Linked DNA regions of Mus musculus: region 2 is linked to region 1. Evidence: chromatin contacts called from public Hi-C data. All regions are on one chromosome and are shown on one strand. The core of a region is the stretch at or near the end of the contact, and the rest is flanking DNA. Distances in the headings are between cores, read along the strand shown.

Region 1 (5,283 bases), core at 1,564-4,063:
AGGGAGGGAGGGAGGGAGGGAGGGAGGGAGGGAGGGAGGGAGGGAGGGAGGGAAGAGAGAGAGGATAGAAGGAGAGGGAGGAGAGGGAGATCGAGGTTAAACAAATCCACATCTCAAATCCTCACCTCAAGTCCCGCCCATTGTGGTGGCATGGTTACTAAGAGGAGCTGGGCAGAGCTCCTCTGAGCTATGGGGTGTTACCCAGTAGGAAGATGCACAGCATCAGAGGCCACAGAACCAGAACAGAAGCAGAGTCCAGAATTAACAGTAGCTAACGGGCTCCCGCTACCCGTATGAAGAAAGCGGCTCTAAAGGCAACATGACTGGTCCCCAGCCTCCTCCGCTACTGATGGTTTTGATTTTGCTAAAATTCTTTGTGCAGGAGGATGGACAAAAGACATCTGTGGGGTTCAGAAACTGCCGTATGGTGTTTTTTGTTTGTTTGTACCCTACTGGGGTGGCTGCTCCAAGAGCGAATCGCACAGCGCCATAGAGTCATCTAGTCCTAAGCATTTACAGCCAGGTTAGTCTATCCCTTTCATGTGAGAACATCCGGGCCGGAAAGGCAAGTCCCGCCAACACAGAGCTCAGAAGCTGGAGTCCATGCTAAGCCGCAGAACTGAGCAGTGGTGCTCTGCCGTGCAGTTGCCTATCTCTTGTACAGCCTGGTTTCTAAAAAGCAACAGGATTCTTATATGTGTTTCTATAGACACGCCGTCCTGTTACCATGGCGTATTTTACACAGCTTATGATCTCCGGAAGCTAATGATACTTTTTCCTCTTGATGATACTTGGCTCAACATTACAGAAAGATTATGGAAATAAACTAAGTAATAGCTAGTAGAATTCCAGGTTGAATGTAAAATTCCCAGCACCCACATGGTGGCCCACAACTGTAACTCCAGTTCCTGGGATCTGGCACACTCAAACAGACATACATACAGGCAAAACATCAACACACATGAAAAATAAGTAAATACGTTTTTAAATCGTCCTTAAAAAAACATGAGAGACATTAGGCAATTTTATAAAGACTATGGATTACAGACAAATATAATTTCTATTAAATATCTGCAAGTAATCTAATTGCCTACTATATTTAACCCCTCATTATGAGTTTTTACACTAAAATAATATTCAACTAACATGGGTAAGTATCCTGTGATCGATTTATGAAGAATCCAAAGTTCTCAAGACACTCACAGTCTGCTGATGGACTTTCCCAACAGAAGTCCTCTTGGCTTGTATCTAACATGCTAAAAGAAATCTGAGGCTCCTTGAATTCTGGGCTATCGAGCCTACCTGGGACAAGTGTTTCATAAAGGCACTTACGTTTTTATAATGTGTGATGCTTTTGTAGATGTCTGTGCTGGGGACACTTCCAAGGCCATTCCATGAAGGGCTGTAAGAAGAAAAATGAACACTGGAATTTTATCTTTTAATTTATTTTATTTTATTTTTTACAACAGTTAAAAAGTTAAAAAGAAATCACTGCTATGAGAGAGAGCATCGTTCTGGTGTTTTGGACTCTGCCTTTATTGCCGATGACATTTTCTTGTATCTAACTCTGAAATGAACAGCTGGTGTTTGCGTGGGACTGAAGAAAGAACTAACTGTGAGTCTCTTCTGATGGCTGGGAGACATAATGAGCAGTTTGGAGTTCATAACAATTTATAGCAGAGGCGTCAAGCTTTCTCACATGGCAAAGCTGGAAGCCCGGCCGTAACTCTGAATAGCCAGCACTATTATCCCTGTTTTATTAGTTCATAAAATAATGTCCAGAGGAGCTAGAGGAGCCACTGGGTGAAGGACGCATAGCATGTCTTTCACACGTGGGGCTTTGGTTCTTCCACTCCTTGTGATTTATGGCAACCTGCTAATGGATACGGTGTCTGCAAATGATCAGATTAGTCTCTGCTTTTAAAAGCAGCAGCCTTCCTGAAGCAACCCTTGCCTGTTGACCAGATCACCCGTTTCCTGTTCCTGGTGCCATCAGATAAAGTCCTTGTCTCTCCAACTGTGACTAGTGGCATATGCTGAATGCAGCCCCTGGAGAAGGATTAATTGTTTGGGGGTCCTTTCAGCATTGTGCTTTCTAGATCAATGTTATAATTACTGGAAATTAAATACTATAAACGGTACTGCTTTTTGTTGGCTAGGCGCCCGGTTACCAAACCAGCAACTAAATTGTACCACCAAGCTTTCCCTTGGCACAACACTGAGCTCATTTTTAAGTTAAATCATAAGTTAGTCTTTCTCAAAGAGAAAGAAAAGAAAAGCCACCTTCCTTCTCAAACAATCTCCTAAAAGGCACACTCAACACAAGAGGCAATGTCCCCTACAGACAGTTTCTTCATTGTTTCCTTGTAGCAAACTGGGCCCTCTGGAAGTTAATGAACCCTTTCAGGACCCTGTGCTAAGGGAGCCAGTCACAGCCTTTCAAGTAGAAACCAGCATGCTAACAGAGGGCGGGTGGGCCGAGAGCTGGTTGGTGGCAAGGGAGAGGTGAGCCCATGCTAAGCTGAAGATATCTATGTTGATGTTTCCCAGGTTTCTTCTTCCATCACTGCCCAGGCAGAGAAGAGGGCAAGCATCTGAAAAGGCAAGGAAAAAACTAAAAGGGGCAGAGGCTGTGCTCCGCAAGCCCAGGAGGACACACAGCTAAAACCAAAGTCAAAACAAAACCTGTCACCAACCAGATAATCCGCCTTCAGCCTGCCTCGCCTGCCTTCATAGTCTATTTCCACCATGACTCATAGCTCTGCTGCATCCACGGAGCATACGAACTAATCTTGTTTACTTCACATAATTGGGCATTATGTGCCTTGTCTGTCGGATTGGAATGAATCCTGACTGTAATAACCATTGTAAAGGTCGCAGTCATGTAATGAGTTACTAGCTCTAAAGAGTAAAATACGTAGGAATACATTGGAGGAGCCAACTTGTTCTGTGCCCGGTTCCCAGTTTTATGACTGCTGCCCAGTGCCTCTAATTTCATCTGATTTAACCAGGATTGAAACAAAGCAAGTTCAGACTTTGGCTGATCCGTGTGTCTAGCTTTCATGTTAAGACAATCAACCAATGGAGAGCAGAGCGGAGCCTGTGAGGGAAGGGATAGATAGGGAGTGAGCTGTGTTGGGATTTAAGACTTAGTTCTGCCAATTAGTAATTAACAGCATTAAGAAAGATCTCTAAGCTTTCTGAACTTAAACTTTCTCACCTGCAGAGTCAGACTAATTGGACCTACTCAACAGTGTAAGGCAGTGTGTAACTCATACACTCAGTCAGTACATGATATTATAAAAAGAAGTTGTGTCGGATTTAATGAAAACAGGCTAGGAAACGTCAGGCTGTGCCTCCTCTACTATGCCTGAGTTCGTATCTGGTTTTTTTTTTTTTTTCAGGGGAGGGAGGTTGTTTTGTTTTTTAGTACTTACAACTGAACTCTCAGGACCACAGTCAGTAGTGCAAATAAAAGGCCAGCTAGCAAGCCGAGGTCCAGCCCCAGAATGATGGACATTATGCATGTAAACACCCAGATAACCTAGAGGGGGGAAAAATGAACAAGATCCACATTAGTTCATCAGAAAACAATCAAGTGATTGAGAATGAATCTTCCCAGAGATCTAGGACCTTCTCATAGAAACATAGACGCAGGCGTGGCCTGCTCCAAACTACTCTAAGTGTGCTCTGGAGTTACAAACATTCAGGCTAGATTTAGGGAATGGACATCGTGAGTGACAGGCACATCAAGACACGGTGCTTCATTTAAAGGGAGTTGTGTGGTAGGTGACTTACAGCATCAGTCTTATTCTGCTTCCACAGACGAGGAACGTCACACACCTGCATAAACATCCCTTTCAGGTTGGCAATGACAACGGCCGCCAAGACTGACTGTAGAGAGACAGGGAAGGCTGTGTTATCCAAGGCTATGGTTTCTGCGTGTTGATTTCCGATATCCTGCTATTACTCTTATAAAAGTCTGGTGAAGAGAAATTGGTGTACAGAAAAGCAGGGTTTTACCTTCTGCAAGGGTTCCAGAAGCCTCCCCAAGGCAACGATGGCAACCATCACAATCACAGCTGAGATGAGGCCAGCCACCTGAAAGACACTTCCATGAGGTGGGCACACCCTGCTCACCACAGGAGTGCACTCAGCCCTTCCTCATCTCTCCCTTTCCGCTCAGTATTTAGAAAAATGAGCATTATTTACTGAGCCCATGCAACATGGTAAAAAATACAGAGCAATATATATCCACTATATGCCCAGTATTGTTGAGAAATTAAAGAGAATACGAAAGCTAAAGCTGTTAAAGTCAAGCTAGTTTGAGTTTCATTTGAGTGGCTAGTGCCCACTGATGTCAATTTATGTCATCCTGCCGGTTGTTTGATGTGCCATGAGACATAGACCCTCCCAGTTCCTCCAATAACAGAGATGGCTGTCAGACTTTTGGGAATGAATCCTTATGACACATATTAGGCTCTTCTGCATTGTGAAGACAGCAGCCATAATGGTTACTCTAGTAACAGACATACCTGTAGCTCATAACTTCCATGAACACCTCAGGGAAAATAAATTAATCCATCTTATCACAAATTCACAGCATCACACCGGCACACCAAGACCACTGCTCCTGTCTCCTCCAACAACTGTAGGCACAGGTTCCAACCAAACACTGGCAGCAGCAGTGGAGCAATCATGGGGTAAAGGAAGCTCAGAAACTTTACCTTCGCTGGCAAAGAAAAGTTCTGCTAAGATCCATAGAGAGTAAGGAGAGAGGCTGGGGGGGTGGGGACTATTCCTGGTCTGATCAGTTGGTTTGGCCAATGAGATCTCTGCTGAGACAGCATAAGGCATGGCTGATCTGAAGACTAGAAACTCTGCAGCAAAGGAGAAAAGACAGGGAAGCAGAAGCAGACAGGTCAGAGGAAGGAACAGGAGAGGTGAATGGAGCAAAATCCCAGCCCCACGCGGCACCCAGCGAAAAGAAGCAGGCATAGCAGACGTCAGGGGACACATTCATTCCATTTGGCATACTGGCTATTTATGTTTAGGTATGGGTTGGCCTGGGCAATATTATGAATATTATAAATATTAAGAATATCACTCTACATTGTCTACTTCCTCTTCTTACCTATGATCTTCTGGGTCCATGGCCCAGGTTTCCAGCACCATTGTGAATAGATTCCTCTTCTGTCTAAAAAGATAATATTCTCCTCCCTTCTTCCCCTCCCCCTCCTCCCTTCTTCCCCCCCCCCCCCTCCCTTCATGTCTTCTATCTTC
Region 2 (5,679 bases), core at 436-2,935, 360 kb after region 1:
AGTTGGGCTCAACACACTCCAGTCTCAGCACAATCTTCTTTGTAGTTTTAGCCTTTTTGCGGAAAATAGGCTTGGTCTGCCCACCGTAGCCACTCTGTTTCCTGTCATAGCGCCGCTTTCCCTGGGCATACAAAGAACCCTGCCCTTCTTGTACTGTGTCACCTTGTGGGGTGGGTGCTTCCCACATTTCTTGCAGAATATCCAGCAGGTCTTAGGCACATTCACTATGTTCAAAGGAGCGCTATCAGCTCACACACACACACACACACACACACACACAAATGCTGTTTTTCTTTTTAACAAAATTAAAAATCATCTTTGATTGTTCAAGATTAAGGCAAAGTATCTTATGTCACAATAAAGCAACACTTTGTATTATTTCTATTTTCTCATCTCCCTAAAGCCAATAATAATCATTGGTTTACTTGGCTCAAAATAATGTACGCAATGAGCTGATGTTGTAAACAGCAGGAATGGAGCCATGGAGCCGCGTGCTATCCTGAGAAGAACAACCCTAGCCCGGATAGTGAGCAGTGAGCGTCTGTGTTCAGTGAGAGACAGGCAGGGTGCCTGAAGATACTGCCTGATTATATGGGTTCTTCACTAAGTGCAGTACTGTTTTGCCCCTGTGGCTAGCCTTAAAATTACCTGCAACTACCCGAGTCTTCCTCCTACCCCTTCAGGAATCAGAAGCAGAGAAAAGGCCCTAAGCACCCAGTGTCTTCAGAAGCAGATGACTCAGGGGTGAATCCAGTTCTTAACCCTTTCAAAGCTGTTAGCTTTACTAATCTCAGTAGTCATTCATGGGAGTCTCCATTGCAGTCTGCCCGGTCGTCCTTGGACATACAGATAATTACTCCTGTCAGCACTGAGTCCCTGTGTGTCTGAGAGCATGCCCTGGGCCTCCTGCTCAGGGTCATGGCTGCCAGGTGCTCCCACCCTGCAGCATACTTAAGGCCCAAACCTGGCTTTCAAAAGCTCCTTGCTTGTAATTGATCAAGCAGTTATTTTCATTCCGCAAATGAGGCTGTGAAACTACACAAAATAAACCTTCCTTTGGAAAAGATACCTTTAATAGGTACATGTGAGAAAAGAAATTAAATGCTCCCATTCAAATGGTTTAACCTTGTCCATTTTTGTCACCTTCCTTCTCTCTGAATAATGACTTATGGAGGCAGTTGTGTCCGTGTGTCCAAGGACCTGTCTTACTCCTTAAAAATATCTCTGATAGGTCTGTCTCCTGGCCCTCTCCTAGGTTTTGTTTGTCTCCTCTCCTCCTCCTCTGCGGCTCCCTCCCCCACCAGCTTATTTGCATTCTTCTCCAGCTGGTCCTTGAGTCACTTTCCTGGAGGCAGCACTTCAAGTCCAATTAGAATGGCAGCTGAGCAGGAGATGGCCAGAGTGAGTGCCATAGGAGAGGGAGGCTTGCTTATTGTAATGATGTGTTCTCTTGAAAGATGGCAGCCCCCCACTGCAGCTAACCCTGGCTCACAGTGCACAGCCTCCAGTGGTGGGGTGAGCTGCAGCACTCAGAATTGTATCTCCATCCCCCACCCCCTTTCTTTTTAAAGACATAGTACCTTCTGAAGCCATTTCCTCCTCAGGATAAATGAAACTCTGTTACTTATGTTTGACAGATTCTTGTGTTTAGAAATGGTGTTTTCTCTGTGCTGAGTGGACTTTATAGCAGTGCTGTAGGGTTTAGTTGTGGAGGCTCAGCCCCTGCACCTACCCTTGGTTTGCTGCTCCACAGTGTGACCCAGTTTAACAAGATCCTACCATTCCTCTTAGCCTGGCTCAGGAAAGACACGTTGAAGCGTGGCGTTTGCGTCCAGTAGTATTAGCAAACCCTTCCCGGGTGTTAGGTCAGAATCAGGACTCCACTGTTTTTCTAATTAAACTTTGAACTGGGGTTTTGATTTCACTAGATCAAAACTGTAATTGTGTGTGAACCCCAGCTTTCAGAGTCCCGTTTGGTTGGAAATGTTTTGTCTGGATTAGTCAAAACTCTCAAATAACATTTCCCTGAAATGTGTCTGCTTCACAGGCAGCCATTGGGGACCAGAGCCTTTTAACTGGCGAGTAACTGAAAGGTCTGTCGATTTGTAATCACAATTAAACCAGGCCACTGAGGTTACTGGGCTCCAAAGCACAGGGTTCTCTGTGTCTTTGCAAAGGGTTCCTGTGATGAAAGTCCCTGCTGTTTGGCTGAAAGCAGAGCTCAAGAAAAGGCCAACAGAAGGAATTTGGGTAGATTTTGACATGAAGTTTAGCAGTAAAGACAATAAGTGAAGCGTCATAAGGACTCTTGAAACAATCCTGACCTCCACAGGGCGCCAGTGCAGAGAAAAGGTAGTTGCAGGCTGCCATCTGGAGGGCTCTTACTGAGGGAAGTGCGCGGCATAGGTCCCCTAAGAATTAGGTCATGAGCATGAGGTGGCTTCCTACAGGTAATTAATTTCCTGCTGGGACCACATTGCCTCTTTGTCTACACTAATCACACAGCAGTTCAAAAAGCCCTGAGCTTGTCCACGCCCGCAGGGTTCTGCCTAGTCCCACTCAGGGCAGACATGCCCACTGTCTGCTGAAGCGCCATCCCCCTGTGCCTCACTCAGCTCTCTTTTTTCCTCCGAGGAAAAGAACAGATATTGAAGTTGGAATTAAATCCTTTACTGATGCTCCTAGCAGTTTCTATTCATACATTTTCTGGTGCCCTTTAAGGATACATTTTTATCTTTCCCACACTGCCTCAAAAGTGTGAGTTAGGAAGGAAAGCAAACCACTGTTGGTTCTGACTCCTCTTGCCTTTTTTCTCTTGTCCATTGTCAGTGTACGAACACCCCTGAAACATGTAGGTGTGTCCGGTGGCTGACCACGTGCCTGGTGGGTACTGAGTAGCAGCCAGGTGGGGCAGCAGCCCAGAGGCCTACCACCGTGTGTCCATCTGTAACCCCGCAGACTCCTCCAGCACAGAACTCCGCCTTCAAGCATGGACTTCAGTGTTTAAAGGGAAATGACTTTTCAGTCCCTCGGGGGTCATTATAGATTAAAAATTTATCTGAAAGATTTAGCCTTTGAAATCTGTCTGTGTCATCACAGAGCTCACAGTCATTTGAGGCGATAATCTTTCATACAGGAACTTTTCCATAGCTATTTAATTGTTTTAACATTTAGTCTTACTCCAGGCTAGGTCAAAGGCTGTTTGGGTTGATCTTTGAATGAATCACAAGGGTAATAGGAAGAAAAAGATGACCAAAATATGTCATAGAAATTACATCACAGAATATGTGCTTGGAAACCCGTATATGCACACCACAGTTATTGGTGGGATAGACTTAGCCAATCAGAAGCTTGTGCCGATTACGTAGTTACTTGTGTTCAGTGCAGAGCAACTGTTCGATTCTGATGGAGACCAGAACTCCCAACAAGGCCCGAAGACTAGCCCATCAGCCCTGACCTGGGTTTGAGAACAGTGGTCCCCAGCTGTTCTTATCTTGTCAGCAAGAACACTGGCATTTTCTTCTTTAAATTTTTATTTCTTTAGCCTTTGTATTTTAGAGTTTTCTAATCATGTAAGATTTTCCCCTTAAGACTTAGTGTTTATTCTGAATGTTGGTGTTTATTTTGAGTCTTTAGTACCAGAAGATTGGCACTGACCTAACACAAAAGCATCACAAGGAGGCTGCCCTGCGCGTCTCAGAACCCGCTGCAGGCCTCTCGGTGTGCTCTCATGGCCTAGTAACAAGTCTGTGGACTTCTGTATGCGTACTGTATCTATTTCAGCAGTACAACTAACATTTAACAACATTATAAAGCTATTTGGGCATGGATATTTGTGTGTTCATGTACACATTTATACATGGTCTATGATCTTGTTGAATAGTTACATTAAAAAAAAACCCTCACTAAATATGAGAATTCTTAAAAGAGAGACAATCTCCTTCTAATTCCCTGCCTCATGCTCACATATAACGTGGCACCTGGCTGTGAGTCGGGAGTAGAACTTGCTGCCCAAATGACGATTGATTAAGCGTCTGGGGCCCCCATTGGCAAGGAGTGTTGAGTGCTGTTTCATGAGGGCGCTGATCCAGTGACTTGCTTCCCTGTGTGTTTCTTAAATAAAGACACTGCACTATTGGGGAATAATTTGCCCTCAGCCGCTTTCTAACCTTGTCTTTATATGGAGCACATTTTTAGTGAGCTTGGAGGACCAGTTTCCTCTGTGTACCAGAAATGGCAAACAATTTGCCTGAGCATGCGGTAGATAAAGAACCAGGAGCCATTAATGTCAAGTAGAGTTTCCAGTCAAAGCAGGAAAATAAAAGGAAGTGAAACCAACATTTGCTAATTTCTTGCATGGGGACAGATTATATTAATTATAATTAATAATATATTAATTATATTAATAGTTTAAATAAGAAAAAATTAAATACTGATAATTTTAGAACTTTTAAAGACCTATTTTGTTTTCGTTTTATGTGTTTGAGCATTTGCCTTCATGTATATATATGCTCCATCTGCGTGTCTGCGGAAGGAACACAGAAGGGGTCACCAGATCCCTGGCAGTGGAGTTACAAGCAGTTGTGAGCCACCATGTGGGTGCTGAGAACTAAACCCTGCTCCTCTTCAAGAGTCCTTAACCCCTGAGCCATGTGTCAGCACCAGCTTAGCACTGAGTACTTCTGTGTCATGCAAGCAGAGTCTATACATGTAGCTTCTGTAATTATACCAAGCACGTATTATCATCTCCACCTGACTTACGACTGAGCTAAGACTAGGTCACCTTATAGTGACTATAGTTTAGAATTCTGCCACTTACATGGCACTGAAATCTTGAGAGCTAAACTTTATAGTCACTTGGACCATACTGACTGGTAAGAATCGTCATTGGTTCTACTGACTTTGGAGACTTGCAGTGCCTATATAGAATACAGAGCATAGTCTAGAAAGCTTTTTTTCTCGATATTTCAACTAAGACAGTGTCTTAGATAGGGTTTCACTGCTGTGAACAGACACCATGACCAAGGTAAGTCTTATAAAGGACAACATATATTTGGAGCTAGCTTACAGGTTCAGAGGTTCAGTCATTATCTTCACTGTGGGAAGCATGGCAGCATCCAGGCAGGCATGGTGCAGGCGGAGCTGAGAGTTCTACAACTTCATCTGAAGGCGGCTAGTGGAAGACTGGCATCTAGGCAGCTAGGATGAGAGTCTTAAAGCACACACCCACAGTGACACATCTACTCCAAGGCCACACCTACTCCAACAAGATCACAGGTTTTATTTATTTATTTTTTTTTATTTTTTTTTATAAAGAATTTAGACTGACCAATTCAGAGTCTGCCATTTATTTATTTATTTATTTATTTATTTATTTATTTATTTATTTTTTCGAGACAGGGTTTCTCTGTGTAGCCCTGGCTGTCCTGGAACTCACTTTGTAGACCAGGCTGGCCTCGAACTCAGAAATCCGCCTGCCTCTGCCTCCCAAGTGCTGGGATTAAAGGTGTGCGCCACCACGCCCGGCGATCACAGGTTTTAATAGTGCCACTCCCTGGGCCAACCATATTCAAACCATCACAGACAGAATTTGAACTACTTCTCTTACTTAGCAACATCAAAATATCTCATCTTGGGCCTCTTTAGTAAGAAATGTAAACGTCATTAAAGTCTTTACCT

What was found. Hi-C and Micro-C count contacts between places; a contact is called where the count stands out from the background.
Region 2: a contact with region 1 is called in a Hi-C map of the N1E-115 cell line, with 2.7 times the contacts expected there. The contact joins two enhancer-like sites. A contact is called at or near these places in 1 of 15 datasets of contacts at CTCF or cohesin (the NIH/3T3 cell line), 2 of 484 Hi-C or Micro-C datasets (the N1E-115 cell line and bone marrow-derived macrophages), 6 of 115 datasets of contacts at active chromatin or transcription factors (differentiating embryonic stem cells, embryonic basal ganglia, embryonic stem cells and 1 more) and 1 of 9 other capture datasets (embryonic stem cells).

Annotation. Positions count from the first base shown.
Region 1 is chr12:31,531,813-31,537,095 of GRCm38.p6, forward strand. Slc26a4 (solute carrier family 26, member 4) reads right to left here. Exons shown (of 21, transcript NM_011867.4): 11 at 4,024-4,101; 12 at 3,799-3,894; 13 at 3,438-3,544; 14 at 1,333-1,402. Among named protein-coding and RNA genes, the nearest start is that of Slc26a4, 26 kb to the right of the region's middle. Within about 2 kb of position 2,814, at least 20 of the 459 cell types and tissues checked have an H3K27ac peak or open chromatin away from gene starts, as enhancers often do. A contact at or near this core is called in the N1E-115 cell line, where this site is marked.
Region 2 is chr12:31,894,751-31,900,429 of GRCm38.p6, forward strand. The region is part of intron 18 of Cog5 (component of oligomeric golgi complex 5); the gene reads left to right. It also overlaps the pseudogene Gm35666. Among named protein-coding and RNA genes, the nearest start is that of Hbp1, 53 kb to the right of the region's middle. Within about 2 kb of position 1,686, at least 109 of the 459 cell types and tissues checked have an H3K27ac peak or open chromatin away from gene starts, as enhancers often do. A contact at or near this core is called in the N1E-115 cell line, where this site is marked.